Regions from separate parts of the Sus scrofa genome. Here regions 2 and 3 are each linked to region 1. Evidence: chromatin contacts called from public Hi-C and HiChIP or PLAC-seq data. All regions are on one chromosome and are shown on one strand. Each heading gives the region's core, a stretch centred on a gene start, on an enhancer-like site or on the middle of the called end of the contact. The rest is flanking DNA. Distances are from core to core; before and after follow the strand shown.

Region 1 (5,157 bases), core at 1,844-4,343:
GAAACCCAAAGAGTAAACTGATGGTGAGACAGTGGTCCAGGAAGGAACATCTGGATTTCATCTTTCTGCTCCGTGATGGTTGCTTTCTTCTCAAACCTGGGCAACTTCCTGGCATCAGGGAGCTTTGGTCTCCCTGCTTTGTTTGCAAGCGTTCATCATCGTATTCTAAGGTCTGATCAGAGGCCCTGAACCCTCTTTATTCCTTCTTTCAGACGGCCTTGGAGCCTCACGTAGGCAGAGCACCCCCTACCCCCAGGCCCCTTCCCTTCCAGGCTTTGCAGTAACTCTCCTTACACGACGATCTTTATTTAACCTTGACTCCATGGGCAGGTTTGAAGGACCAGAACCTTCCAGCCAGGAAAGCGCTTTCACTTCTGCCACACAGAGCCCTTGCCAGCCACTCACCCAGCCCACCACCTGCCAGAGTCCACCCCAGCCAACCCATTACGTGCGACACCTTCTCTCCACCACTAAGTCAGCTTTCCTTTCTTTCAGCTTCTTCACTTGCAGGGGCATGGGTCCAGCAGCTGCTGGCTCCCTGCACCTGCTCTTGGGACTGGAAAAGGTGGGGCTTTTTTCTACCAGCTCCGGTTCAGAAAGTCCCAGGAGAAACCCTGCCTGGGCCTAACTCTGAGTGCCCCTTCTCAGGAACTGTGTCCAGCTTCTTCTGTGTGGTCATCCCAGCTCTGTGGCCTGGGGGTCAGCGGAGACATCAGGAGAGTTTGCTAGGAGAATATGCTAGGTGGACTCAAAAGAAAGCCTTCATCCAAGCTTGTTTGAGTTTTGAACCAAAACAAATCATTTCTTTCATTCATTTGTTTACCCAACCATCCAACCATCCATCCATCCGTCCATCCGTCCGTCCACCCACCTACCCACTCACCCATCCATCCATCCACCCACCCACTAATCTAGTGATTGAACATTTATTTATCAAGCACCTCCATGTGCAAGGCAGTGTGGTATCGGAGGTGGATATTGCAGTGCATAAGATTCAGCTTCTGCCCCCACGGGTGGACAGGCCAGTGGGCAGGAGGGGAGATCGATGTATAAGCTATAAAAATGCAGTAACAAAGCCACGTTCACGTGCCTGGGGTACCCTGGTCAAGGGGGCCTACCCAAGGGGATGGGAAGAAGTCATGGGCAGGAGCAGGGGCTGGTGGGTTTGGCGCAGGACTTGTGGGTCTCAAGCCTCACTTGGACACCAGTGGGATGGAGTCAGGCTGGCCCAGATGCATGTGCAGCAGGGATCCACAGGCACTGTGCCTTCCAGAAGCTGTTTGGAGCTCTCTGGGCATAAGCCACCCTCCTTCCCCCAGCCCCTCCTGGCAAGGAAGACCCCAGCCGTCTCCTCTGGCCATCTTGCCTTTCCCTCCCGAGGGTCTCCTGGAGATCAGGCCCCTGAGAATCCTCCTCTTGCCTCTGCTGTGATGGGCTTCGGCAGTCACCTCTCTCCCAGGTGCGGGACCCTGGGCAAGTCACTTAATCACTTTGGGCCTCAGTTTCCCCATCTGTAACATGGGGACAGTAACAGTACTTACCACATAGAGTTTGGGGTTAATTAGCTAATATTTGTGGAGTGCTTGTAACAGCGTCTGACCTGTAGTCAGTAAATGTTTACTGCTGTGTTATCGATGTTGTTATTCGGAGCCCGTGGGGTTACCTCCTCAGGGTCTAGCTTGGCTTGGAGGAGTGTTTCCTGCAGGCCCATGTGGCATCGGATCTCTGGTCTGGGGTGAGAGCGCTGCCCTTTTCTCCGTCTTCTCTCTGTATGGTCTGAAGCCCACCCAGTGCTGTCCAGGAACTTCCCTGCATCCAGGTTGGCAGTGGCAGCACTTGACAGCTGCACACAATGGCAATGGCCTTTGGCCTCAGAGCCGAAGAGAAGGGCATGACCTCATCCCACCCTCTGAATCCAGGAATGGAGGCCTGAGTCCTTAAAAGGCTGGGGTGTCTCTTTGAAAAGGACCAAGCAGGGGCACCCCTGAGAAAGCAAGCAGACCTATTCTCCTGCCCCTCCCAGGCCCTGCCGGTCCTGAGGCTCTGGGTGTAACTGGGGCCTTCGGAGACTGGATGTATCATGATGAAAAGCTCCCTGGGGGGGGATCGCCACCCCGACCCCGGACCATCGAATCCCCCCTCACCTGCGCACTGTTTCCAGGGATGCCCTCAGTGGTGACAAAGCCTCTCTAGAAACACACTGCAAGTCCTCAGCCCTACCCCCCCCCATCAAGGCCCCCTGTCTGGAGTGGGGGTGCACCCTAAGCTAGCCCAGGAAGCCTCCCCGAGTTACTTCTGTCTGCGCCTGCTGGGGACTATGCTGGGGCTGCTGGGGACTATGCTGAGTGCGTTTCCCTCAAGTTGTCTTTTTTTTTTTTTTTTTTTTTGTCTTTTGTCCTTTTATGGAGGTCCCCAAGCTAGGGGTCTAATCGGAGCTGTAGCTGCCGGCCTACACCACAGCCACAGCAACGCCGGATCCTTATCCCACTGAGCAAGGCCAGGGATCGAACCTCAACCTCATGGTTCCTAGTCAGATTCATTTCCGCTGCGCCATGATGGGAGTGCCGCCCTCAAGTTGTCTTGTATCAGGGAGTCAGAGGCTGGCTGAGATTGAAAGCGGAGTGTCCAGGTTTAAGCAGACTTGTGCCAGGCAGTTGACTAAAGCACCAGCAGTTCCTGCCCGGGTTTCTCTGCCCACTTAGTCATGGTGACTGCATGCCCTGGCCGGGTCCTGACTTTGGATAGTCCCTTCCCAGAGGGGACCCTGACAGTGTGTCCCCTGGGATTTGGGGCTCCCCAGATCTGGGGCTTGTGGGCATCACTGTCCTCCGTGCACATGCAGCACTGTCACATGTGTCCCCTGATGGGAGCATGCCAGGATGACAAGGTTATCCCTGCTTATCAGCTCTTTCCCAGCTTCCTCTGCCTGTTGCTTATAGACCTGAGCCCTGGGCGCCACGTCTTCCTCAAATAATGAGAGGAAGTGTGGTCATCGGCACACAGATGGCTGGGGGTTCCGGATTGCGGCTCCCGGCCACCACTCCCTGACCTGCGCCCCCATCTCTCGCCAGGCGGTCCTCAGCTCTTTCCTGCCAGCCCGTGGGTGCCACTCAAGATGTCCCCTTTTGATTCCTGGGGACTGTTCATGGCCTTTCTCGCCCTGCTCTGCTGCCCAGGTAAGCCAGCGCCTGGGGTTTCCGACTGGGCGTCTGCCAGCCCAGAGGGTGGGTCGTCTGTTCCCCTGGCTTCGGGGCTGGAAGTTGCGGAGGCTTTGAACACAGCGGCTGCCCATCATGGGTACCGGAGGCTGTTCCAGCCTGGCTTCCCCATGACCCCGGGCAGCGGGTGGGGGTCCTGGCCTTTTGGGCATCCAGTTCAACAGGCCCCATAGCTTCATGGCATGTGGATGTGGCAGGTCGTGGAGACTGAATGGTGGGCTAGGCGGGATGCTCGGGAGGTGAAGGGAGTTCCCAGCTTGTTGTCCAGTGTGGCCTAGGGGGCAGCAGAGGGCATCACCTTCTGGGTCCACTCAAAGTGAAAATGAAACCCCTTCGAGGGGGTCAAAGGGCCCTTGAAGGAAAATGCCACCGTGTGCTGAGCACACCTGCCATGTACTTTCATGACAACCCTGCAGGAAAGGGATTATTGGCCCAGAGGAAGAAACTGAGGCTCAGAGAGAGAAAGCACTTTGCTCAACGCCACACGACTGGCACCGGGCAAATTCAAGATTCAAATCTCTCTTTCCTGGAAGTTCCTATTGTGACTCAGCAGTAACAAGGCCCACCAGTATCCATGAGGATGTGGGTTCAATCCCTGGCCTCACTCAGTGGGTTAAAGATCTGGTGTTGCCTTGAGCTGAAGTGTATATTGCAGACATGGCTCAGATCTGGCGTGGCTGTGGTGTAGGCCAGTGGCTACAGCTCCGATTCAGCCCCTAGCCTGGGAACTTCCATATGCCACGGGTGTGGCCATAAAAAGCCAAAGAAACGAACAAACAAACAAACCCCGCCAACTTCTCTTTCCCTGCCTCTCTTGCCCCTTCTTTCTATGCTGCTAGCTGAGGGCTAAGTGGGGGCATGCCGGTGTGGCAGGAGCCAACAGGACACAGGCCAGGCCCAGCAGGTGGGGATCAAGGACCTTCTGGTGATCACTGAGTGGGAGGTGAGCGCCGAGGGCTCTGTCTTCGTGCCTGGAACATTTCTTGGCCTGATGCCACACACAGGGGGAGCATTGTGCTGAGCACAAAGGAAACATGTGAAACCCAGGCTCTGCCCTCTAGAAACTCCAAAATGGGAGAGGCAGCAAAGGAGAGGCAGCAGGAATGTGAGTCATTTGCAAAGTGGTCCCATGACCTTCCTGACTCGCCTCCCCCCTGCCCCCCCACCTTCCTCCTCCCTGAGCTCCAGCCATCCTGGGCTCCTCCCTGCCTGAGGTCCTGGCACTGGCGGTTCCCTCCCCACCGCAGGCACCTGCCAGGCTCCCCCAACCTCTTTCATGTCTTTGCACAAACCTCGGTGTTTCAGTGAGGCCTGTGTTGACCACACTCTTTCACATGATACCCGCACCCCATTTCCCTTCCCAGTCACTTGCCACCAGCAACAGCCTGCCTATTTTGCTGCTTATGGTCTGTCTCCTTTACTTTGTGAGCTCTGTAAGGGTGGGGTGAGGTCTGCTTGGGTCCTGCTGGGTCCCCGGAGCCTAGAACAGTGCCTGGCACCCAAGAGATGCTCAAAAAGGATTTGCAGGAGAAGGGCGGAGGGGGGAAAGAGTCGAACCCATGACCATGCGGGCTCAGAGGACACAAGCTGCCTCCACTTCAGAGAGGCCTTCATGAGGGGACATTTGGGCTGGGCCATGAAGGTCAAATAAGGTCTCACTCCACGGATTTAGAAGATGTGCATGAGAAAGACTCATCTGGAGGTCACGAGCTGGAGGGACAGCAACCAGAGGCAGGGAGACAGCCTGGGGACAGGGGCAGCCTCCTGGGTCTAGATTTGAGGCCATACGTTCTGAACAAGGGGAGAGAAGCAGAGGGGCCATCCCTGGCCTTTCTCCTTGGACCCCTACCCCTTGATCAGATGGCCTGCCGTGGGCAGTTCCACTGGGCAGGGAAGCGGGGACACCTGCTGCCCAGTGTCTCTGGTCTTCCAGGGTCTG
Region 2 (5,157 bases), core at 1,981-4,480, 100 kb after region 1:
GCTCTGTTGAAAAAAGTACAAAAGCCCCAAGTGGGACTACTTATATTCATATATTCTTTCGGCAAACAATTATTGAGCCAGGCTTATGGTAAGGTTTTGAAGTCATCAAGATCTGTCCTATGACAGGAATTCCTGGAAGTTACTGGGAAAGACAAATGCAACTACAAATAAAACACTGCCACATGTTATTATAAATACAGAGAGGGATTAAAGTGAGCATTAAATGAGTTAATTCAAGTCAAGTGTTTAGTCCAGCTATTGGCACATAAGTCTTCAATAAATGTGATGGTGGTGGTTATGCTGCTGTCGTTGATGTTGCTCGTAACAATAAACAAATTGATCAGGGAGCACTGAGGAGGGATTAATTTCTTCTCCCTGATGGAGTCAAGAAGATTTCTCATAGACATCCCTTTGAGCTGTGTTTTCTATTATGGGCTGAAGTTTGTTAAGGCATGAGATGATATGGCAAGCAGGTCAGGCCAGGATTATTTGAGAAAATTAGAGAAGTTCATCTTTGTTTTCCTTGTGGCATGCTATGATCAGGTACTGAAACATGAAATTTTACATTCATTTTCTTAAGGACAAAGAAAGCAGCACCCCTAGGAGTTCTCCTGTGGCCACAATGGTTTAAAGATCCGGGGTTGTTACTGCAGTGACTTGGGTCACTGCTGTGGCTCGGCTTGGACTCCTGGCCCAGAAACTTCCACCTGCCTCAGATGCAGCCAAAAAAAGCAACCCTAAAGGGAACAATTTTTAAATCTTCAAATTCCTTTTGTTTACTCTGTAGATTACACCCCAAATTAAGGGTTTAAAATGTCTGATACTCTAGGCCTGGACTCCAGCCATTAAAGGGTTGCAGGGAGAGAAGTGAGCAGTAAGGGGGGCACTGCACACAGTCAGGTGCTGTATGATGGCTTTGGCTGTGTAACTGAAGGGTTTTCCTGTCCAGATCTGGGATTCTCAGCACCCATTTACATCCCAGCCTTTCTGACAGTTTCTTATACAGACCTGAGTCGCATCCCACATTTTGAACACTGTCTCTTCCCCTCTGCCGGGCATTCACTTCCTACTCCTTGAACATTCCCTCACCCAGTCGCACCCAGTTGAATGTATCTTTGCAACAAGGCTCACAATGACCACCAGGCCGCACCACAGTACACCGCCTGATGCTGCTGCTTTCTTCTTCCCCAGCAGCACCACCTGTCACCACACTCCCCTTTACCCCTTAGGCCTGGGAGTCCTATCTGCTTCTGGCCTGACTGTAAGCCCCATGAGGGCAGGGCCTTTTTCACCTGAGGGATCCCAAGCACTGGGAATGGTTGCAGGTGTCCAAAGATTATAAATGAATGAATGAACTAGATAAAATATTTACAAATATTTCAGTGAAGAGTTGTGCCCACTGCTCAGATACAGAGCCTGAAGGTCAGTTCTTGCTTGGAAAGAATTTCTTGCGCAGTGCATACTGAACATGGCTCTCAGCCCAAAAGGCCATGAAGGGTTTTAAAAGCAGATGGTATTTGAATTATTATTATTTTTTTATTTTGTCTTTTTGCCATTTCTTGGGCTGCTCCTGTGGCATATGGAGGTTCCCAGGCTAGGAGTCTAACCGGAGCTGTACCCACCAGCCTACACCAGAGCCACAGCAACGCGGGATCCGAGCCGCGTCTGAGACCTACACCACAGCTCACGGCAACGCCAGATCCTTAACTCACTGAGCAAGGCCAGGGATCGAACCCTCAACCTCATGGTTCCTAGTCGGATTCGTTAACCACTGAGCCACGACGGGAACTCCGAAAATTTTTTAACTATGTAGGGAAAATACTTCAATGTGTGCTCCTCATCCTTTGAGTGTGAGGAGACGCCTGTCAGGAGGCCAGACTCCCCCCCCCCCCCTACGGATCTGACAGGAAACCGGTATGAACCTATCCAAACAAAACAAAACAAAACAAAGCAAAAAAAACCAGACCTAAATTCTCACTGAGGACCACTCCTCGATGCTCCAGCCGCTTCGGTCGCTGGGCGGCCTCGCGCGCTTCGCTCTCAGGCGCCAGCCACGCGTTCAGACCGTTAGGTAGGCACTGCCGGGCGAGGGCGCACGAAGACGCTCCCGGCCGCGAGGATTTTCATGATCTGCCTAGAAACTCGTGACGTCTACGCAGAAGCTTAGCGAGGGTTGGCTGAGACTGGGGGGGGCGGGAAGGAAGCTAGAACGACAGGAGGGGATTGTGGGGAAGATGAGAGTAGGAAAACCTGTATCCCGCCTGGCAGAGAGCGTATATTTGACTCAAGGTGATGGCTACCGCATAAAATAATGTGAAAACAAGAGATAAAGGTTGGTCGTCGCAAATGTGATCTCTATAAGGAAAATAAGGAATTGTGGGCACCCCTGTGCCTTTTGGTCTGGTGGTGCGGCCTGAACACGTGCACTCCTGCCGCGGAGGGGACTGCGCGCGCACCCTCATTCCCGCCTTGGGTCTTGAGGCCGGCTCGAAGTCAAGCAGTCGTTAGTCACACGGACAAAAATGCTCCCCGGACTCCAAGCGCTTCCTGAGTTGGGTGGGAAAGGGGTTCGGAAGGACTTTCGGCCATGGTCTCTTAAGCCTTTTCGGCGCCACGCCCCCTGCTCTCCACATACAAGTAACACGCTTGAGCGAACCAGCGTTTCCGGCCTCACTTCCTACCAAAGGTGCCTGTGCGCTTGCCTCCCCGCCGGGACCTATTAATAAGACATGAAAAATGAGGGTGAGCGTGTAAAACCTCCTCTGTTGCTTTTGTTCTCCCCAGGACCTCGTTCCTCATCTTCCACATCAAATGTCTCCCAGGGTGGAGTCTCAGAACACTTTCCCTGAGCCCAAATCTGGCCATTCACATGGGCGGCATCCTGTTGAGGCTTGGGCTCTCTGAAAGTCCTTGCTTGGAAAGGTCATGAGGCATGGGCTGAGTTTCTTGGTGTAGTGAAGTTTGAGGATTTGGGGTTTTTTTGTTTTTCTTCAGGAGGGCAATCATTACATGCATCTATTTCATTTAATTGAACTACCTTCAAGCAAGGAGGCACTATATTTAACCCTATATTATGGATGAGGACACAGATTTAGAGAGGCCTTACTATTCTCTATATGGGGGTGGCAGGCGGGGAAATTATTGTTGGCAATTTTGGTGGCCAGTCTAAGTCCTTTTTATTTTTTATTTTTTATTTTGTCTTTTGTCCTTTTAGGGCTGCGCTGGGGGCATATGGAGATTCCCAGGCTAGGGGTTGAATTGGACCTGTAGCTGCCAATCTACACCACAGCCACGGCATTGCCAGATCTGAGTTGTGTTTGTGATCTACACCGCTGCTCATGGCAATACTGGATCCTTAACCCACTGGGTGAGGCCAGGGATCGAACTTGAGTCTTTATGGATACTAGTAGAGTTCATTACCACTGAGCCCCAGGGGGAACCCTCACAGGTGCTCTAATTTCATTGGTTTTTTTTCTTCTTGTTGTTGTTTTTAAGATTGTGTGACCTTGCAAGTTTTCTTTGGCAGAAAGTGTTTCTAAAGTCTTAAAAGCCGGAGTTCTCGTCGTGACTCGGTGGAAATGAATCCGACTAGGAGCCATGAGGTTGCGGGTTCAATCCCTGGCCTCTCTCATCCAGTCAGGATCTGGCGTTGTCGTGAGCTGTGGTGTAGGTTGCAGACACAGCTTGGATCTGGCGTTGCTGTGGCTGAAGCGTAAGCCAGCAACTACAGCTCTCATTAGACTCCTAGCCTGGGAACCACCATATGCCGTGGGTGTGGCCCTAAAAAGACACACACACACACACACACACACACACACACACACACCACACACAATATTTATGGCTTACAAAAGAGTCTTATCTAAAAATGGCATAATCGGCTCTTTATTCTCTGTTCTCCTACCTCTCTAGCTTTATTGTCCAGCAACATCTCATGTATTCTGCCATCAAGCCACATTTGAACTTGCCCCTCCCTGAACATGCCTTTCACACGGTGGTTCTTCTGCCTATGATGTCACTAGAATATAAGCTCCTTTAAGGCTGGGACTTTGTCTTGTTTGCCACTGCATCCCCACTGCCTGGAACTATACCTGGCACAAAGTTAAGTACTCAATACATATTTATTAAATGAATAAGTGCTCTTCCCCAGTTCTCTGCTATGCAAGAGTCTGTTTATTCTTCAAGGTCAACTAAATGTCACTGCTTCTGGACTTTTCCATGATTTCTTATCCCCCACCCTCCAACTGCCATTGTCAATTTGTTGTTCTCTTTTCTGTCTTCCATAGCACTAGATCTAAACTGGTCTAAGAGCACTCATCATATTGTGCTGTGGCTTTTGTTTGGGGCTCTTGTCTCCATCCACACACTCCTCCAGTGTGAACTCCAGGACAGTGCAGAAACAATGCCTGCTCAGGAAATAACTCTGATAAAAATTACCTCTGCTTCCCCTTCCCAGAACTCTGTTCCAAGTTGGTCCCAATCAGGAGTTAAAGCATCTGGGCAGAAGGTTAAAACCAGCTTAACCATAACAGTTAACTTTGACTCCCAAATCTTTCTTGAGCTTTATACTCTCACTCTCTTGGGTTTATTGACTAGTGACCTTCCACCTGGATTCCTGGATTTTTCTTTGTTTACTCCCTAGCTCAGATCTTATCCTCACCTTGACTCTGATGGGCCAACAAGGTTGATTCACTTAGTACTGACTCCTCATGTTTAACCCTTTATTTATATACTCTTCTAATTCTGGTTAAGACTATGCCGAAACTATATACATAAAGACTATACTGATCCTAACTAGTGATTTAGCCTCTATAAACAAGTTGCTCTGAGTCAGGCATAGACAGCCCCAGGACTAAAGAGCAGGTAAGGGAGAAAGAGAGTTTTGAGGGATCAGGGAAGCAGCATATTTGGGGAGCCCAGAAACCAAGTTTAAAAAAAAGTCGAATGAGCGATGCAGGTTCAGAAGAGGATAGCTCTCGAGCTGGGGTTTCTCCTGCTTTTTGTCATGTTTAAACCTGCTGTTTCTATAACCCAGTCCCCCCACAAGGAACTACCTGGGCCAAGGTGATTATCCATTTGAAGGAATACCTTCTCCATTTCCCTAGGAAAGCATCATTCACATAAATGGATCAGCTGGAGCAAGCTCATTTACCAAAA
Region 3 (5,157 bases), core at 1,100-3,599, 78 kb after region 1:
TGTATCCCAGGGATCCCCAGCATTGCGTGGGCCAAGCAGAAGTGGGCTGGCGAGAGGATACGTGCCCTTGCTCTGGCTGGTCCTACCTGTTCTTGGCAGTAACCTGACTGGTAGGAGCCTCAGCCACACCTCGCTGGTGCCCAACTTGTGTGGCTCTTGAGCAGTCCCCAACTTGGGCTCCTGCACCCTAACTCCTAGGGGAGACCTGAGGCTTCTCGCATGGTCCACAGTTCACATACTAGTCCCCTAGCATTAGCTAGAGGCCTGTCATGGGAGGTTCCACCTCAGTGCCCCTTCCCCCAGGTGACAGAGAAGAAAGATGTTTCAAGGGGGCAGAACACCGCATGGGGCTCAGAGACCCTCCCCCGCTTCCCGCTGGGCTCCTCCCCTTTGGTGGAGCTGGAAGGAGAGGAAAGGAGGGTCCTCACCTTTCTTGTGGCCTCACCTTCCTCTGAGCCTATAATGACACTCCTCCTAGTCCTCCTGGGGGACTGCCTGGGGACAGGTCCTGGAGATCCCGGTGTCCTTCTTAGCAGATAGCGAATCAGGAGCACAGATGGGCAATGGTTCAAGATGGAAGAAAAGACAACTCTATCCTCTGATCCTAAAAGGGGGGCGGATGTTGCAAGGTGCAAGCTCTCAGGTTCTGGACCATGGGGAGGGGGGTGACTTTTCCACACCGGGTGCCAACACCATAATCAACCACCTCCAGAAAGCTTTGCTTGTTGGTTTGTTTTCCCACAGAGTCGAGTGCTAAATGTTCTTCCACTCAACGGTTTAAACTGAGAGGAAGTGCTCTTATCCCTGGAGACAGTTTGATACTGATGACCTCCCGATGCTGAAGTGGCCCCAACCCTGGGCACCTGCAGCCCTAGCTTTCCTGACCCTAGCTTTGCCCTGCTGTGTGGTCTCCACCATACACCCCGTGTCTCTGGGCTGTTTTTATCTGGAAAATGGATGGACAGCAATCTGACTCTTGAAGGAGGACTAAATGAGGCGAAGGCACTCTTGCGACTAGTGGCAGGATCCTTGTGATCTGAGGGATCTAGAAGTTTTAAAAAATAGAGTGGCACCCATCCAGTCTGCTTTGAAGAAAGGGCTTAGGAAGCTGTAACATGTAAGCCTCTCTGAGGAGTGCCTGTCGTGGCTCCGTGGTAACAAACCTGACTAGCATTCGTGAGGACGCGTGTTCAATCCTTGGCCTTGCTCAGTGGGTTAAGTATCCGGCATGGCTGTGGCTGTGGGGTAGGACCCCTAGCCTGGGAACTTCCACATGCTGCTAATGCGGCCCTTAAAAAAAAAGTAAGCCTCTCTGAGCCTCAGTCTCCTCCTCTGTTAAATGGGGTGATAAGGATCCCTCCTTCACTAGGTGGTCGCGAGGGTCTAATGTGAGATGGCACAGGCACGCTCTTCGCAACCTGATATGCACAACACAGCTACTAAGGAGAAGACAGACTTGTAGGAGACCACAGTGGCTGGAGAGGGCATCTTTCAGGGTGCTGTGCCCAAACTCCAGTGCTGGGGGTGAGCCTCAAGCCCTCAAGGACTCTTCCAACATTGAGATTCTCTGATGGGGACAGGGCTACAGGAGGAAACACTTGTGGGCAGTGTTTGTTCCCAGGATCTCTGTGACGGATCCCAGGGTCAGAGGCAATACTTCAAGTTTTGGTCCTTTGTCCCACCCACCTGCGGGAGCCCCTAGGCTCAGGGAAAGCATAGAGCTGGGGCCCTCTAGTGGTCAATGTTAGCACTGCATCCAGCTGGGCCTCAGGCCACGTCAGGTGGCAGGCAGGAGGATGGTGATGGGGCAAAGCTGGAATCCATGCCCAGAAACCCCGGAACTGAGTGCTCTCCTTGGCCCCCTTTCCCAACACACACATTCTTTCTGGTGGCTGGAGGGCATCAGTGCAGGGAGGAGTAAAGGTGTAAAGAGTGAGGAAGCATCAGCCTAGCTCTCAGGGTTCATCCATCCATCTGAATATTGTCCCTTTTTGGGGACCAGCATGGGCCCTCCTCATCCTGGTGGACAACCCCACCATGACACCCTGCCAGAGCGCGTCTGCCACCTTCCCCTTGAAAAAAGGACAGATCGGGTGGTCTCTCAAGCTGAGACCCTGTGTGTACGACAGCTCTCGGGGCTGGTGACAGTGGGGAGGGGAAGTTGACGGACCCGGGGGACATGACCCCAGAGGAGGAGCGGGAACAGGATGAGTGGGAGGAGGTTCTAAATTATCCATTAGCACATGCCTGCCAGTGGGCCATGCATAAATGTATAGAGAAAATAGGTGGGGGCAGAGGGAGAGAGAAGAGGCCAGGGTATAAAAAGGGCCCAAAAGGGACCAATTCCAGAATCCCAGGACCCAGCTCCCCAGACCACTCAGGGACCTGTGGACAGCTCACCGGCTGTGATGGCTGCAGGCAAGTGCCCCTAAAATCCCAGTGGGCTTGGTGTGTTCTGAAGGGTGACGTGGGGGCCATGCAGATGGATGGGGCACCAACCTTGGGCTTTGGGGTTTCCGAATGTGAGCATGGATATCTACTCCTAGATATGAGGCCAAGTTTTAAATGTCCCTGGGGGAGGGGGAGGAGAAGGGACAGGGCTGGTGGAGCCCAGGCCTCTTGTCTCTGGGATCCCTCTCTCACGGGCCCTCCTGGTCTCTAGGCCCTCGGACCTCCGCGCTCCTGGCTTTCGCCCTGCTCTGCCTGCCCTGGACTCGGGAGGTGGGCGCCTTCCCAGCCATGCCCTTGTCCAGCCTATTTGCCAACGCCGTGCTCCGGGCCCAGCACCTGCACCAACTGGCTGCTGACACCTACAAGGAGTTTGTAAGCTCCCCAGGGAGGGTGCTGGAGGGGGGTGGTGGAGAGGGGTGAATTCGTCCCTCTCTGCCTAGTGGGAGGAAAATGAGGGGTTCTGGAGTATTGAGGCCAACCGAAGATGCTATCAGGTGAGTGTAAACTGAAGGGGATTCCCAAGAAAAGCAGCAAGGAGAACCGCGCCCCAGTGTAGACCTGGATGGCTGTCCCCTCTCCCAGGAGCGCGCCTACATCCCGGAGGGACAGAGGTACTCCATCCAGAACGCCCAGGCTGCCTTCTGCTTCTCGGAGACCATCCCGGCCCCCACGGGCAAGGACGAGGCCCAGCAGAGATCGGTGAGTGGCCACCTGCCAGCCGGGGAGCAGGGGCCTCCCTCTTCCTAAGAAGGCTGCCCCATCTCTCATCATCAGGGCCTTGGGCGGCCTTCTCCCCGAGCTGGTGGGGGTGATGGTGGCAGAGGGCGGGGTGGTGAGGGGGACGCCCACCGGCGGAGGCAGCGCCCCCCATCCACGCATCTGCCCGCAGGACGTGGAGCTGCTGCGCTTCTCGCTGCTGCTCATCCAGTCGTGGCTCGGGCCCGTGCAGTTCCTCAGCAGGGTCTTCACCAACAGCCTGGTGTTTGGCACCTCAGACCGCGTCTACGAGAAGCTGAAGGACCTGGAGGAGGGCATCCAGGCCCTGATGCGGGTGGGGATGGCGCTGCGGGTCCCGCACACTGGGGCCCATGCCGGCTCTCTCCCGGCTGAGCGGAGCGGTGGGGGGACGCACGTGGGCTGGGGGAGAGGGTCCCATGCTCTCTCTGTAGCAGTTCACTCTCGACCCGGAGAAATCTTTTCCTCATTTCCCCCTGCGGAGTCTTCCCTCTTTGTCCTTCTCCAAGCATGGAGGGGAGGGTGGAAGACGGAGGGGACAGGAGAGCGCCGCTGCCAAGGACTCGGCCTCTGTCTCTCTCTCCCTTTTGCAGGAGCTGGAGGATGGCAGCCCCCGGGCAGGACAGATCCTCAAGCAAACCTACGACAAATTTGACACAAACTTGCGCAGTGATGACGCGCTGCTTAAGAACTACGGGCTGCTCTCCTGCTTCAAGAAGGACCTGCACAAGGCTGAGACATACCTGCGGGTCATGAAGTGTCGCCGCTTCGTGGAGAGCAGCTGTGCCTTCTAGTTGCTGGGCATCTCTGTTGCCCCTCCCCAGTACCTCCCCTGACCCTGGAAAGTGCCACCCCAATGCCTGCTGTCCTTTCCTAATAAAACCAGGTTGCATCGTATTGTCTGAGTAGGTGTCACTCTGCGATGGAGGGAGGTGGGGCAGTAGGGCAAGGGGTGGGGGTGGGAAGACAACCTGCAGGCATCCTTGGGGGTCTCCTGGGGACCTAGACACTGAATGATGGTTGACCCGGTTCTTCCTGGGCTTGAAAGAGCAGGCACATTACCTTCTCTCTGTTACACACCCACTGCACCCACTGCTCAGGTCTGCAGTCCCAGCTTGCTGGGCACTCATAGGTCAGGACCACCCCCCATCCTGCTACACCCCCCGCCTCCCATAAAGTACCCAAGAATGGAAAGAGATGAAAGCAAGACAGGCTATTACGTTCTGAAGCAAGACGCCCCGACATGTGCGGAAACATTGAGAGAAATGAAACTATAAGGTGAATGCACATTAGGCCCAACTACCCTTGGGAAATGGGAACAATGCAAAAATGACTTTGGGACAAACAGAACCAACATGTTTGGGATCTGAATTGGGGTAAGGGAAGTGGAAGAGAGATTCTAAACGGAGGGTTGCAAATCCAGTGCCAACGGGTGCCAGGTAGGCATACACATAAGTAATGAGGGCTGTGGGCCAAGTGAGAAATAGCAACCAGCACTCAGGCTGTTTGTGCGGGAGACAACGCACAGGGGTGGGGCCAGAGCAACCGAAAGAACTCAGACCCCAGGAGTTCCCATCATGGCTCAGCGGTTAACAAATCCAACTAGGAACCATGAGGTTGTGGGTTCTATCCCTGGCCTCGCTCAGTGGGTTAAGGATCTGGCATTGCCGTGAGCTGGGGTGTAGGTCACAGACACAGCTCGGATCCTGAGTTGCTGTGGCTCTGGTGTAGGCCGGAGTCTACAGCTCCGATTAGACCCTTAGCCTGGGAATCTCCATAGGCCGAGGGAGCCCCCTAGAAAAAGCAAAAAGCAAAAAAAAAAAAAAAAAAACAAAAAACCTCAGACCCCAGCTAAGGAAGGGGGCCCATCCCACTGTGTCACCATTCAAGACTGCGGGAACAGGGCTGCCAGACCTGATTCTTCAAAACAGACGGGACATGAAGACTTTCATGGAAATCTATACATATATA

The links. Hi-C and Micro-C count contacts between places; a contact is called where the count stands out from the background. HiChIP or PLAC-seq counts read pairs in DNA pulled down with a chosen protein or histone mark.
Region 2: an H3K27ac HiChIP or PLAC-seq map of alveolar macrophages shows a contact between it and region 1. The contact joins the promoter of LOC100512920 here to the promoter of ICAM2 in region 1. A contact is called at or near these places in 6 of 47 Hi-C or Micro-C datasets (blood, heart right ventricle, liver and 2 more) and 2 of 2 datasets of contacts at active chromatin or transcription factors (alveolar macrophages and skeletal muscle).
Region 3: a Hi-C map of skeletal muscle shows a contact between it and region 1, with 3 times the contacts expected there. The contact joins the promoter of GH1 here to the promoter of ICAM2 in region 1. A contact is called at or near these places in 16 of 47 Hi-C or Micro-C datasets (blood, embryonic fibroblasts, epiblast stem cells and 9 more) and 2 of 2 datasets of contacts at active chromatin or transcription factors (alveolar macrophages and skeletal muscle).

What each region holds. Positions count from the first base shown.
Region 1 is chr12:14,983,543-14,988,699 of Sscrofa11.1, forward strand. ICAM2 (intercellular adhesion molecule 2) reads left to right here and starts at 3,094. Exons shown (of 5, transcript NM_001001631.1): 1 at 3,094-3,176; 2 at 5,152-5,157. The coding sequence starts at 3,116.
Region 2 is chr12:15,083,840-15,088,996 of Sscrofa11.1, forward strand. It overlaps LOC100512920 (intercellular adhesion molecule 5), which reads right to left and starts at 3,231. Exons shown (of 8, transcript XM_013980848.2): 1 at 1,967-3,231.
Region 3 is chr12:15,062,616-15,067,772 of Sscrofa11.1, forward strand. GH1 (growth hormone 1) reads left to right here and starts at 2,350. Exons shown (of 5, transcript NM_213869.1): 1 at 2,350-2,418; 2 at 2,663-2,823; 3 at 3,034-3,150; 4 at 3,341-3,502; 5 at 3,780-4,083. The coding sequence starts at 2,409. The coding sequence ends at 3,980.